2 separate regions of the Mus musculus genome follow, and region 2 is linked to region 1. The links are chromatin contacts, called in public Hi-C maps. All regions are on one chromosome and are shown on one strand. Each heading gives the region's core, a stretch centred on a gene start, on an enhancer-like site or on the middle of the called end of the contact. The rest is flanking DNA. Distances are from core to core; before and after follow the strand shown.

Region 1 (6,562 bases), core at 3,928-6,427:
CAATCAACCATAAAAGAAGAGGGAAGTGGGGCTGTGATTTGCAAGCCTCCCTGGGAGTGCAATCATGGGCTAGACATTACAGAGTTTACCTTTTCAGTTTCCATCATCATGTCTTCTTTCTTGCCTTGCCCTGTTTTCTCCCCCCACCCCCACCTATAGTTTCTAAGAACTGCATTCTGTGAAGTAGTAGTAGGTCTTGTTTCTACCACAACCACTCCCATTCCTATCTCTGACAAAGAAGTTAATAAACAAGAGTCTAGATCCCATGATTTGGAAATGAAAAGATCTCCTGGGGCTGGAGAGATGGCTCAGCAGTTAAGAGCACTGGCTGCCCTTCTAGAGGCCTGGACTTCCATTCCCAGCATCCATGAGCAGCCAGAAAGTCTGGAATTCTAAATCGAAGGGATGCAGTGGCCTCTGCAGGCATTTCATGCTTGTGGTAAACAGACATAAAAATGGGAAAACCATACATTCACATAAACTAAAAAATAAATCAGTCTCAAAAATAACATTATTAAAGGTCTCACAGTCATAATATACTATGTGAATTTTTAAGAAACAACGTGCATTATGTATTTGGCCAAGGCAAACCTAGAGGCCTTCTGAAGACAGTGTTTCTCTCTAAATAGTTCATACAATGAGTCCCCTGCTTTCCTCCAGGTCCTTTTATCACCCTATGTATACATCTTTTGGCTTGCTCCATGTTAACTGGGGGAAATTATCTAAGATACTGAGGGGTCTAAGTATCTCTGCTGCAATGTAGAAAGTGGATCCTTAAATTTGCCCCAATATCTTTCATATTTCCCAAATCTCTTACTTCTAATCTAGAAATTAATACAAAATAGAAGTTCTATACTAAAGAAAAAAGACTTTTATATACTTTCATTTTACATTTTGTGTATCAAAGATGACTCAATTATTTTTAAAAACTGGCACATGGCATTTCCATAAGCTATTTGTCACCAGGCTTAAGGGACAGAAGAATTCTAATGTGTACTCTCATTGGAAGTAGAGATTTATTCAGCATTTCTAGGTAATACACCAGCACACTGAGCTTATCATCAATTGCAGGCTTCATAGTTTTAACTAGCTGTGAGAAACACAGACACCCATTATGTAGAGAAATGTTTCAGGAACACAACTAAGTTATCAGTTCCCCTCAGATCAGTACCTCAGGACACAGTCCCCCACCCCGTGCTCCCCTTCCAGATCAGCACCTCAGAATGCAATTCCCTGACCTATAGAGAAAACGTACCTAGTTTGTTTTTGAATATAGGAATGGCTAGTAAAATGATATATCTAATTCGTCATGAAAACTCTGGGAATAGTGTTTTCACCATGGCCAAAACTGTGGCTTGGTGGGAGTCATCAACCATCCTAAGGCTTTACTCAAATGGTACACATTTCACCTCTGCTGTGGGGATCTAAAATTTCCGTTCAGAAGGTTTGTTTGTTCCAGAGAGCATGCTGGGTGACTCAGCTGACCATGGGCTATATTGCTGGGGTCAAACATCCTTCCAATCACATTAGCTACTCTTATAGTTCAGACGGGACTTTCAGGGAGGAAACAGGCTTAGGATAATATGTTTGCAGAGTTAACATCTTCAGAGATTTTATCATCTGGTAGGGATCAAGAGTCAGTCTGTGTTCTAGTCTCTAGAATCACTAGGTGCCACTTCTGTCCATGTTCACCCAGATGAACTTGGAGGCTTCTGTCTTTCCTCTCCAGGGTCTAAACACAGCCTAGTAACTCAGGATACAGCTCACTGGCCTTTGGAAAAGCAGACCCCTCAGCAGGTTTACTGGCCCAAGAGGCCTAGAAACCCGGCAAGCATATTTTGGTTTCAGTGATGTGGCGTTTTAGATGTTGCAGGTCAGGCCTCAGCAACCCAATCGAATATTAACCTACCCTAGGTTGGTGCTCTGAAAACATTTGGAATGGTTCCATGTGAAGGCCATTGTCTTGGAAAATCTGAACAGAGTTAACTAAAGCTATCAGAAAACGTTAGACTTTAATTAGGAGGTATAAGGTAAAAGTTGGTGGTAAGAGGGAGGGTTGGGAGAAAGAGGAAGAGAAAGAGAAGAGAGAGAAGACAGGAGGGAGGCCTCTCCTCTGGGTGATAGTTTTGGTCTACCATACATAAACCCTTCTTTAATGCTATCTGAAGGAGTTTAGATTTTCTTAGCCATAGTACCTAAGTCAATTCCTTCAAAAGTGTGTGTGTGCGTGTGCATGTGTGTGCGTGCGTGCGTGTGTATGTATGTCAAGTCCTTCTCTAATGCAAGAATATACACACTGATAATATAATAAAGCTTTATTATTCAGCTTCCAACTCTGACCCCTCTGGGATACTATATTAGCCCCCGAAATCTCTCTTGTGGCTAGGATGCCTTAGTGAATTCTTTACTCATGCGACTCCATAGTCTGGGTTTTAATTCTGGTTCAGGGTGGAATAGTAGAGAGGAAGAATAGCAAAAAGAGAGGAATGCTGGGGTGAGCAGGAAAATAACTGCAAGCCTGAGGGGTCAAAGAAAGGGTGAGAGGAAGGCCTGCTAGGCCTCCTTGTGATAATTGACCACCTCGGCAGTCACCTGCCGAGGCTGCTGAGAGTCAGGAGTTGCACTCATCCAGTGAAGAAACTATACTGAAGCACCCTTGCGCTTGCTTTATCCTGTATCTGTTTCATTGATAGTAAACCTAGGCCATCCCATCACACATAAATGTCTGGCTGAGAATCCCTTCCTGATCCGCCGCCAAACCATACCCTCATCTCCCTCCAAAGTCTGATTTCATGCTCCAATGTGCCATGACCATCCCCCAGGCTGGGCCCATCTGGCTGTGGTTTCTAGTTTCCAGACTTCCTAGAAACAGAACAGGCTCTCTTCTTCCATGTCCTGTGCGCGAGTGCCCACACACACACACACGCACGCACGCACGCACGCACGCACGCACGCACGCACGCACGCACGCACACTCACATCTGGAATGTCTGGGAGCCTCAGGTCTGGTCTTTTGCAGCAGGAAGATACAGCAATGCAATTAGGAGCCTGGAAGCAGCTCCCTTCTTGGGGACTGGAGTGCTCAGGCTGCAGCTGGGAAGGTAGCCCTGGGATTCTGACTTCCCCAGGCCTCCTCAGCACCCTCAGGCTCTGCTTTGGGCCAGTCACTGTTAGAAGACAGCATACTTGTTTCCCTCTTTGAATTGGAGTCACATTAGATGCTCACATCACAGAACCTTGCTGATGTCCCCTGCCTCCCTGTGGATGCCCATTCTTGGTTTTCTTCCACTGATCTGCGTACCTGAGGACCCTGTCACCAATGCTCTAGCTTTCCTTACTTCATCCTTTCTGCCTCCTCTAGTCCGTTGCTAAGAAGCAGCTTGAAGACTTAATATCCATTCTAGAATAATAAATCAAGCATCCCTGTGCCTCACCTGCCACCCTGAAACACACCTAGCAATTCTACTAGATAGATAACCAGTGGCCCGTCTCTCACTACCCAGCAGTGCCTAAGCAGACAAGAAACATGGAGCCTTGTGGTCCAAGAACTCTCATCTGTCATGGAGTCAGCTAAGAGAATGAAAATGACCAGCTATTTCCCCAAGTCCAGGGTCAAGTCTAACCTTTAACCTCAGGATTTAACTTGGCTCTTACAGATTCTTTTCTCCCCTCCCATCCAGCCCCTGCACATTGGCCCCTGCTGACCCCAGCAGACCTGGGTCATCTCTCTGGTTCTCACTCCTGGTGCTTAGAACAACACAATGAGCCTCTTTCCCTTCCTGCCACTTTCCTAGTGAGTTGCAACAAGAGAATTGCAGCATCCCACCTCCTTCCTACTTACTTAAAAGAAACCCTTGTGCATCCCCTCTGTCTCTAAAAGCTATGAGATAAAAAAGACTTAAGGTACAGGATTGTGGGAGAGAGCAGGAAGAGGGTACGAGGCAGTGATCCATTTGCTATAATCCATTCACCTGGAGGGCAAGGGCCACAGAATCACTGCAAGTTTGGGATCAGCCTGATCTACAGAATGAATACCAGGCCATCCAAAGCTACATGGCAAAGAGAAACCCTGTCTCACAAAGTCAACAAGGTCAACAAACTATCACAGCAAAAAGGCTGCACCTCCCGTCCTCTCGTGTATGCTTCTGAGCCCTTAATGGTTTTTGAGAAATAGCTCTTTTTGGGTTCTGAGGCTCAAAACCGTCATTCTAGGACTCTTAAGGTCAGCGCCAGGGATGTCATGGCTGAGCATGCCTCTCATGAAGATAAGCAGAAAAGTAATTTCTCAAGTGAATAGCACTTCAAGTCACTTGAGCAGAAGAGAGGAAGCTGCCCACCTTAAATGGATAGTCCATGGGAATTAGCAGTGACTCGGTACAGAGTAATAGGGGTACTCAGTAGCCTCAAAAAGAACACAACAATGACTGAATTAATCAATAACATAGCAACACTGGCCTCCAAACTTCTGCCCATAAAGCTTACTCCCCTGACAGATGTTCTAGAAATCTCCTCATCTCATGTCCCTGGGGCGTATCTAAACTGTTGGTCTGCCCCACATGACTGAGGAATTGGAGCGTATCCTCCCTGATCCATTTTCTGAGTCATCAAGCAACTTTCTTGATGGAAGAATAGAAAAAAAAAAAATCCAACTATCATTTTGCTTCAGGAATGGGTGTCTTGATATTTTGGTTCCTTTTTCTTTTCCTTCCTCCCTTCCCCTTTAAATTGAAAAAAAAAAAGTGTGTGTGTGTGTGTGTGTGTGTGTGTGTGTGTGTGTAGAGCTATGTGCCTGGGGGCCTGAAGTCATATAGATTAAGACAACCCCCCCCACCCCACCCAGGCCATAGTATAGTGGCCCAGCAGTTAGATAGTAACTAGGGACACACAATGCTGGTTCATAGTGTCTGACTTCAGAACAGTTGACTGACAACTGGTGACAGTTAGGTCCTGGCTTCAGGTGAAGTGGAAACTCAGCGTGCCCGTTAGTAAAACTTCCTTCCAGATTTTAAGTCTACCCCTTTCTGTTCTGCTCTGGGCCTGTGGGGCTGGCACATGCAAACCTTAATTCTGTTCTGCCAGCTGCTCCCCGTGACGCTTTGCCAAGTCAGGGTACTAGAGGGAGGAGGCCTACATGGTACAGAGAAGAGAACCTGTTCCTCTTTCTTGTCTATTCCCAGCATACCAGCAAGTCTCAATGTCTACTTCCTTTTCCCGGGGACTTCCTGTTCCTCTCAGCATCACCTGTGCCCCACTTCTTCCCCCTGGTGGTGACAGCAGAACATGCAAGGGACAGCATCTAGACCCAGCATGCTGGTTTGCATTTATCAGCCGACTACATTTTGTCTTTACCCTTGGAGATGTAGCAGCACCTGGGGGGGGGGGGGGAAGGGGGGAAGGGGGGCGAGGAGGAGGCATCTGGACAGTAAATACCTTCTTCCAAATTAGAAGGGAGCACCGGTGGTGCTACATTCCCACTCGTTCCCTTGTTGCTAAAATTCTTTCCCAGAGAGAGATGTAAGCAACATGTAACCCTTTTCCTAAGGACCCAGTGTCATACCAAAGCACAATACAACCAACTTTATTCTAGGGAACCAATGAGTTTATTGGCTTTCATTACAGAGCCCAGGTAAGGGGTTCCTTATAGGGGTGTGGCCACTCCTTCCCCAATCTGGAAAGCCTTACCCAGCAGAAACAGCAAGGACGACTTTCTCCATAGCTGCATAGATGGACACACACACACACACACACACACACACACACACACACACTTCCCCAGCCCATTCAGGTTAATTTAGGTAATAAGCAGTTGGATATTCTGGGAGTGGGAAGGGGAGGATAATGAGAGTTGGAAATTGTCCACAGGCCTACCTGGGACGATCTCTTGGAAGGTGGGCAAAGCTAAATGCCCCAGGAAGGAAGCTGGGGGGGGGGTATGGAGGACAGGAGTTCACATGCCTCTCCTCTGTGGTGCTTGCATTTAGTACTGTGGGGCAGTCCCTCCACGATTCTAAGTCTGAATGTCCCAGCCTTTCCCCACACATTTCTCCAACTCTAGGGAAGGCAGCTGCTAATGGCAGTTTCCACCTCTGTGACACAGTTGTGGTCTCTACCTCCGTTCTTTTCAGCTAGCTATAAATCACTCAAATTTTCCTTTTATGAAAATAACTGGTGTAAGTTCTATATCCTGCCTCCCCAGGACTGACATAGTCAGGATTCTCCTCTAATCTAGACAGTAGCAGGGGGCCCCAGAGTTAACACAAGACTCAGGTTCCAATTAGCTCTTTCACTTGAGTGAGTCACAACCCCCTTCGAGCTGTTTAACCTTTAGTGAAACAGCAGAACACTGTACTTCAGAGATGGTGACTGGTGACTGCAGGCAGAGTACAGCCTACCGATGTGGTCGATGTAGTCTGTCCCCCACATGAGCTCTCACAGTACTGTCTGAGCCTCCTCTGCTGGAGCCCGTTTCTCAGTCACATCTGAACTCTATTAAGCCCATAACTGGAGCCTGGAGCTAGAACATATCTAAGGCTCTTTGTCATTAGCAGCCAGGTACAAAGCT
Region 2 (7,388 bases), core at 3,968-6,467, 87 kb after region 1:
GCCATTAAACCTTTGAGCTACAATTTGTCCTGCCAGCACGATGAACTGGGGAAAAGGTGGCACAGAAGCTGTGGAAATGGCTAGCTTGAGACTCATGCCACCAGAGGGATTCCAGCCCTGACACTGGCTGGATCAGAGGCTGGATGGCCCAGAGACCTAGGCCTAAGATAGAACCAAGCACAACTGGCAAAAAAAAAAAAAAAAAGTCAGTGAAATGATACCCAATGATATTCTATTATACTCAGATTGGTGCCTAGCCCAACTGTCATCAGACAGACCTCATCTCATCAGACAGACCTCATCCAGCAACCAATTGAAACAGATGCAGAAGCCCACAGCTAAACATTAGGTGGAGTTCCAGGAATCTATGAAGAAGGGTTGGGAGGTACATTATAGAAGCCAGAGGGGTCAGGGACACCACAAGAGAACCCACAGAATAAATAAACCTGGACTCAAAGGGGCTCATGGAGACACAATGGACTGCATGGGTCTAACCTGGGCCATTTGTATATTTTTAGTTGTGTAGCTTGGTGTTTTTGTAGGACTCCTAACAGAGGGAGCAGGGGTGGGGGCTGTTTCTGATATTTCTGCCTGCTTTAGGGATTCCTTTCTTCCTATTGGGTTGCCTTGTCCAGCCTTAATATCCTCATATTATAGAATACAGAGCCTGAGCCAGCCAACTCCTACAACCAGGCAAGACTTCCAGTAAAGGGTTTGGACACCAACCCAGCCATGAAACCTTTGACCTATGATTTGTCCTGTCAGCGTGATGAACTGGGGAGGTGCCTAATCTTAGTGTACCTTGATATGCCTATTTGTTTGCTATCCGGGGAGACCTGCCCTTTCCTGAAGGGAAACTGAGGAGGAGTGGAGGTGTATGGATGTAGGAGGAGGGGGGGATGTAGCATATGAGGGAATAAAAACAAGTGCCTGAAACACTGTAGACATGTCCTCAGGGAAAAGCCCTCAACAGAACTCAGGCTCCATTTTAATTTCCTCTTCCTACTCAGGCTGTCTCCTTCAGAAGCAGCACACTGAGGAAGTGAAGAGGAAGTGGCATTAGTATCAGCCCAGCTCACTGCAGGCTACACAAGGGCACTGAATGGCCTAATTCCACAGAGAGTCATCAACATTCTCCTAATTACCAATTATATAGCAGATGGTTAAATTCAGTTCACGCTTGACCAAGACAAGGTCAGCCCTAAGAACTGTCATCTCATCTCCTGGAGACCATAACTAAGCTTTGCTTAAAAAAAAAATACAGGCACATCAAGGTTTTTGGGTTTTTCCCCCTTTTAAATCAGATTAAACCCTGCTCTAATTTAAATCAGAATTACCAATTCTCCTGTCTCTTTTTCCAGGATCTCACATAATTCTAATTCTTCCTTTTCTAAAATTTTACATGCCAGGATGATAGCTCTAGTTGGAGCTATTACAAAACAGTCACCTTGTAATGCCCCAGCAATTTGAAAAGGGGGAACCCCTGGAAGAGACCAATCTGTTACACTGTTGAACAGGAGACAGGTTGTAAGAAAATAGGAATAAAGAGTGTGAGCAGGAAGACAGTGAGAACATGACAAATGGCCAACACAGGTTTACATTCACTGTAGAAGCCTCCCTATGCCAGGAAGGGACCTTGTCTTAATACCATAAGGTCTATAAAGCGTAGGAGGCATGCTCTTTCAGATTTTGCTAACTGTGTGATCTGCATGCTACAGCAATCAATTATTGGTTCAAATGCCCAAATGTAAAGTGAAAAACGATGATAGATTCTCCTTTCTGGGAGTGCCTTTTCAAGGATAAAGGATAAAAAACATGGGCAACAGCTCCACATTCTGAAAACCAGAGTACACAGGGTACCTGGAATTGCTGTCACCATTGTAAACCCCTTGAGTAAGAGAGTTTTAACCAAACAAGGGCCAGAGTGGTGACAGACAATCAACACTGGCTCCTTTTAACCAACTAGAGCGTTTGGTTACCTTCCTTAGAAAGGAGCTTGCAAAAATGACAGAGGCACGTCCTGACCTGTGCGATTGGATCATGGTGGTTTGGAAGCTGTTGTGTAAGAATAGAGAAAGGACTCAAGACTGTTGGATAAAAATTCGTAGTAGAAAGACAACTATCCATTTAAAGGCTGTGACCCAAGGCAACTTTCGGACTACACTTGCTTCTTTCCATTGCAGACAGTGCTTTGACGAGGCAGACTAAAGATGGAGAACATCTCAGTGGTAATTAGGCAATGATGTGACAGTGGCTGGCATGGCTGTTCTTGGGTGCTTCTACCACCCCATGATGATGACTATTCCTGTAGTACAGACCTCAGAATGAAGCATGTGTGACTCATGAGCCTAGCTCAGTTGAGCAGAGCCACTTCTAAAAATCCTTTTGTCTTTCCTCTACCACTGAAACTTCAAGACTTGTTCAATACTTGGCAACAATGGATAGATAAGACATTTTTTACAACACACATTGTGAAGAATGAAGATGCCTAAGCTGTGTACACTGTACACGGAATAACTACATTAATAAAATGATCTCACTAGAAATTAAGCAATACAGCAAAACAGCCTAGCCATCAGTGAACCATTAACAAAGGAAGTTCAGATCTATTTACCATATACGGCATCTGAAAAAAAAAAAGTTTAAGAGACATTTACTGTAATTGTTCTGCTGAAAGGCTTAACTGTGCCCTTCCAAAGGGAAAGATGAATATTTTCTAAGAGCTCAGAGTTTTGAGACCAACTATTTTAAAATGTTTTTCAACAAAGTCTAAATAAATTTACTCTGCCAAGAACAAGTCTCAAGCAGGCAGTTGTGAGCAAGATGAGGTTTAGTCAAATTCAGATGAACTTGCCCTTTCAAGTTCTCAAAGAGGTAGCGTCTAGAGCATACCCCTGATTCCACAATTCAAGTGTTTATGCCTCTATCCCAACAACTCAAAACACCACAACACCCACTATGGACAAAGCTGCTTCAGAAATTCCCTACCACTAAACTGTTACCTTGGCTGCATACATTGTACCATTTCATACCTAGTCTAATGTAGATAGGAGGACCTGTCAGAGGCTGGGGACTCTTGAGAAAGGATGCCATGGTAGACAACAGACCAAGTCTATTCCACAGGCTTCTGGAGTAACTACAACAATCTCGGTTCCTATTGTATGGAGCATAACAACCAAATTCTCACTCCCATGAGCTGCATTTTATTGCAACGTAAAAAGTATACACAGGTGAGGGATGTGACAAGTAGGGTCACAAGACAGACTTACCAGAGGTGAGTCCACAATATGATGAGATCTGAACCGACTGTGTTACTGTTGAGGCTATTTGAACCATATACCATACTCAAAACGTGACACCAGACAACACAATTCTATGTAATGCTTATATTTATTGCATGTTCCATACAGGGAGAAACAAAACAAACAAAACCCCCGTACTGGCTAGTTTTGGGTGTCAACTTGACACAAGCAGGAGTCATCAGAGTGAAAGAAGCCTCAGTTGAGGAAATGTCTCCATGAGATCCAGCTATAAGGCATTTTCTCATTTAGCAATCAATGGCAGAGGGCACCGCCCATTTTGGGTAGCATCATCCCTGGGCTGGCAGTCTTTTGTTCTCCAAGAAAGCAGGCTGGACAAGCCATGTGCAGCAGGCCAGTAAGCAGCACATGGCCTCTGCATCAGCTACTATCTCCAGGTTGAAGCCCTGCTTAAGTTTCTGTCCTGACTTCCTTTAGTAGTGGACTATCATCTGGAAGTACAAGCTGAACTAACCCTTTCCTCCTCAACTTGCTTTTTGTCATGGTGTTTTTATCGCATCAATAGAAACCCTAACTAAGACAAACCCTAAAGGCCATTATTTGTAGCATGGTAAAATTATGGAAGTCTGTCTGTTTGAGGTAGACAGTCTTTGTTAAAATAACAGATAACTTTTGTATTGCTTCCTGTTCTCAATCATTATATCCCTCTGTCAGCATCTTCAATTTTAGTCTCAGTTCTTCATGACTTAATTCTGTTTATTTGTTTGTTTAATCAAACATATATGACAAAAGAGTCATGGCAAGTAATATAAATTATATTAGCTAAAAAAAATGAAAAGTAGAAATAGTATTGATGAGGTTTTAGAAGAATATTATGGGATTTTCAAGATTTTTTTCACCCAAGAGAGACCCATAGTTAAAGTTGGGGTCAAGTGGTGATAGTAATTTTCACAACGTTCTCTATATACTTAAAAGGCTTTGGATGTGTGTATCAGAGGAGGGGTGTTTTGGAAGTAACAAAACCACACTCTATCTCCAGATAAGAATTCTGTTGAAAACAATAAGCTTGCCACTGGTCCACAGAAGGCAACAACACATTCTCCACTTCTATGTTTTGCTATTCATTTCCCCAGAATCTAAACAGAGGAAACAGATGAAAATGTGGAGACACTTCAATAGCTTGTCTGCTCTCTTGGCAATTCTGACAAAAAGCAGATGGTAAGTTTCTGGGTGGGTTAGGTTTTGACTTCACCTCCATCATCAGCTACTGACAGAAATAAAGAGCCCACACTTATACTGACCATTAGCCAAGAATGTGACCAGAACAGAAAGGCCCTTCCAAGCCAAAGCTGAAATGAGTGATTTAATGAAACTGGAGACCCACTAAACTGCACCGAGTGTGCTGAGTCTGTGCCCAGCAGAGAGGAAGGTGAGTCAATGGAGAAAAGAGGCAACTTCCCTGCTTCTGAGACTCTGGGATTTAGTGGACATGCATCTAAGAGAAAGGAGAACAAGGGCACAGTAGCTGGATGGTATAAACTAACTCAAAGCATGTTTCCCGACTGCTCACGGGATTGCCACACAGGAGTAAATGAAGAATGAACAAAGCCTGGATAGTTGCAAACTCACCTCAGGCCAGCAAGATACCTGGCTGAGCAGACCTGAGTCACGGCTAGTCAAGGGACAGGAAAGATGGAAGACATAGAGAGTGCTGAACGTCATCCAAGGCAACTGTATATTTGACAAGACAGCAGAAATAAGCCATAAAGAGGTTACAACAAGACAAACAGCACTTCCAGGATAAAAACACAGAAGTTCAGAGAAAGAAGGAGACTGGTAAAAATTATGTGTGGGGCATGGACTGGGGAAGCTGAAGGAAGCATTGATGCACTCTACCACACAGCTGTGCTACTCATGGGCAACACGGAGGGTGTTGATGAAGGTCACTGCCAGACTGGGCACCTTTCCAGACAGCACAAATTAGTCCACTGGACGCCAGCAGGCACCACCCGATTCCAAGCTACCACACCATAAACAGACAACTAAGCCAAGCTGTCAGAATGCTTTAATCATGGCACCAGTAATTGAGCAGATCCAAATTTACAATCTGAGCTTTGAGACAATGAAGCAGGTGGCAATAAAGATATTTTTCCAGTTCTCTGCTATCAGCTATTTTCACTTTGCTTTATTCAAAATATTTACACTTTCAATTTCAGAGTTCTGCTTTTTCCCATTCAATCAAGTACACTGAGACATTCATATTTCCTTGACTGTTTTTATAATGTTCATTTTATTGAAGGTCTAAAAGAAACTGCCCTGTATCTCTAAATGTCTCCTTCCTAGAGTCTTGTTAAATATGAGATTAGCCAAAGAGCCTCATCCTGAGAATTGAAAGTGAGTTTCCAGATGTCGAGTGCCTGATCCTGTCCATCCTCAAGACACAACGGAATAACCACCTGGGTGCTTGAGGTAACTCGACTCTGCTCAGGTAGACCACTTCCTCTGTTCAAGGGAAGCCCATGTTTCCTTAGGAAGACCAGCTCTACCTTTGACACTTTGTCCTTCTCTGGAACTATGACACATCTGAACTCACTCAGAGCTTGGCACGTGATCACATCAAATCGCCCATGTGGAGGAAGTGTGTTTAGAGAGCCAGTGTGGGGGTAAAACACATGATCCTCCCTCAGGAGTGCCATGTGGGTGTTTAAAAGGATGAATGATAGGCAGGGGGCACAAGCAGCCTCACTCTCCAATCTGACTGTGGTATAGAGCAGTAACTGAACTTCTGCCAGAGAAGGGACACTGGCCTCCATATTTCCATGAAGAAAGTAGACCATGTCTACCAAGGTTGTCTGGAAATTGCAAGACAACTGAACTCCATTCGCCAAAGCTAAAACAGGGATTTCTGCCTTCAAATCAAGAGAAAGCTGAACCAGATCCTGATGGAGCAAAGGGTGATTGCTGTAGGCAGCAGCTTCAGACCCAGCCATTAGCACACCCAGGAGGTCCTGGCAGAGCTGCTGAGTGAGGCTCTTGTTGTAAGTAAGCACAGTAAGCAAGAGGTCCTCTGTGGAGCCCAGGAAACGAATGCTCTGCCCACCAAAGCCGACCTGAATCTCCTGCAGTGCAGTGAGAGGGAGAGCATGAAAAGTGCTCATGGAGCCTGGGCAACCATCTACCAGTACCAGAGCATACAGAATTGAAGGCAGCAGGAGCAAGCATGCAGCCTGGGGGTCAGGCTGGGAGCAGTTAGCAACTGCAAGCCAGTAAATGCCTTTGACAGCCTTCATTATGTCCACAGGCTCTGGCAAACAACATGTCATGTGCTCAAGGAGGTCTGTGAGAGGGCACTCTTGAAGCCTCAGCATTTGTTCTGGGAAAGGTACAAGAGTCTGCTTAAATGCAATGATCTTCCCAGCATCTTCATAGTCAAGACGGAAAACTGAATTTAGACAGGAATTTGGTGCATCTGTAGATGTGAAGGCCAAGTTCCTGTGAGGTGCTGTGCTCTTGGCTGACCTTGGGCTTCCTCCACCTTCACTGTTGAAGCTGCCAATCTGAGTTTCAGGAAGAGGAGGAGGACCTGATGGCACCATGAGTGACCTCAAGGGCAGGTGCTGGGGTAAGTGCTCCAATAATGGCAGGCCTCTGATGAAGGTTGTCACATGGGAGGTCAGCTCACCTGGGTCACACATACTCCCAACATGCTTGGCTTGGCTCATTACTTTCGTCCCAGCCTGTATCAGGTGGCCGCTGGTGTCTTTATAAAGGTCTGAGAATTTGTGGTAAAAAAATCCCAGTTGCTTCTTTGCTTCTGTCCTGATATTGACTAGGGGAGCTAGAATACTAGTGTTTTTAGCATCGGAGTATTTCTCATTTTGTTGCTCACAACTCAATGTAGGAGCTGATACTCTCTGAGGAGAGCTGCCAGTGGGCTGTTCCCTTTGAGAAAGGCTTTCAGAGAGAACAAAGCGCAGCACCCTGCTTTGCATAGCTTGCTGGCTTCCTCTGTTTGCTGGCACTTGCTGTGACACGTGTTGCAACAATGTCCAGCTGGACTCAATTCCCCAGCTTTGTTTCTCTTCAGGAGCCATAAACCCATTGCCATTTTCTGACTCACCCTGAGAA

Evidence for each region. Hi-C and Micro-C count contacts between places; a contact is called where the count stands out from the background.
Region 2: a Hi-C map of cerebellum shows a contact between it and region 1, with 2.3 times the contacts expected there. The contact joins two enhancer-like sites. A contact is called at or near these places in 3 of 484 Hi-C or Micro-C datasets (cerebellar granule neurons, cerebellum and nephron progenitors), 2 of 115 datasets of contacts at active chromatin or transcription factors (cardiomyocytes and double positive thymocytes) and 1 of 9 other capture datasets (adipose tissue).

What each region holds. Positions count from the first base shown.
Region 1 is chr2:142,606,169-142,612,730 of GRCm38.p6, forward strand. No RefSeq gene overlaps it. Among named protein-coding and RNA genes, the nearest start is that of Kif16b, 290 kb to the right of the region's middle. Within about 2 kb of position 5,178, at least 64 of the 459 cell types and tissues checked have an H3K27ac peak or open chromatin away from gene starts, as enhancers often do. A contact at or near this core is called in cerebellum, where this site is marked.
Region 2 is chr2:142,693,619-142,701,006 of GRCm38.p6, forward strand. All of the region lies in intron 22 of Kif16b (kinesin family member 16B), which reads right to left. Among named protein-coding and RNA genes, the nearest start is that of Kif16b, 200 kb to the right of the region's middle. Within about 2 kb of position 5,218, at least 23 of the 459 cell types and tissues checked have an H3K27ac peak or open chromatin away from gene starts, as enhancers often do. A contact at or near this core is called in cerebellum, where this site is marked.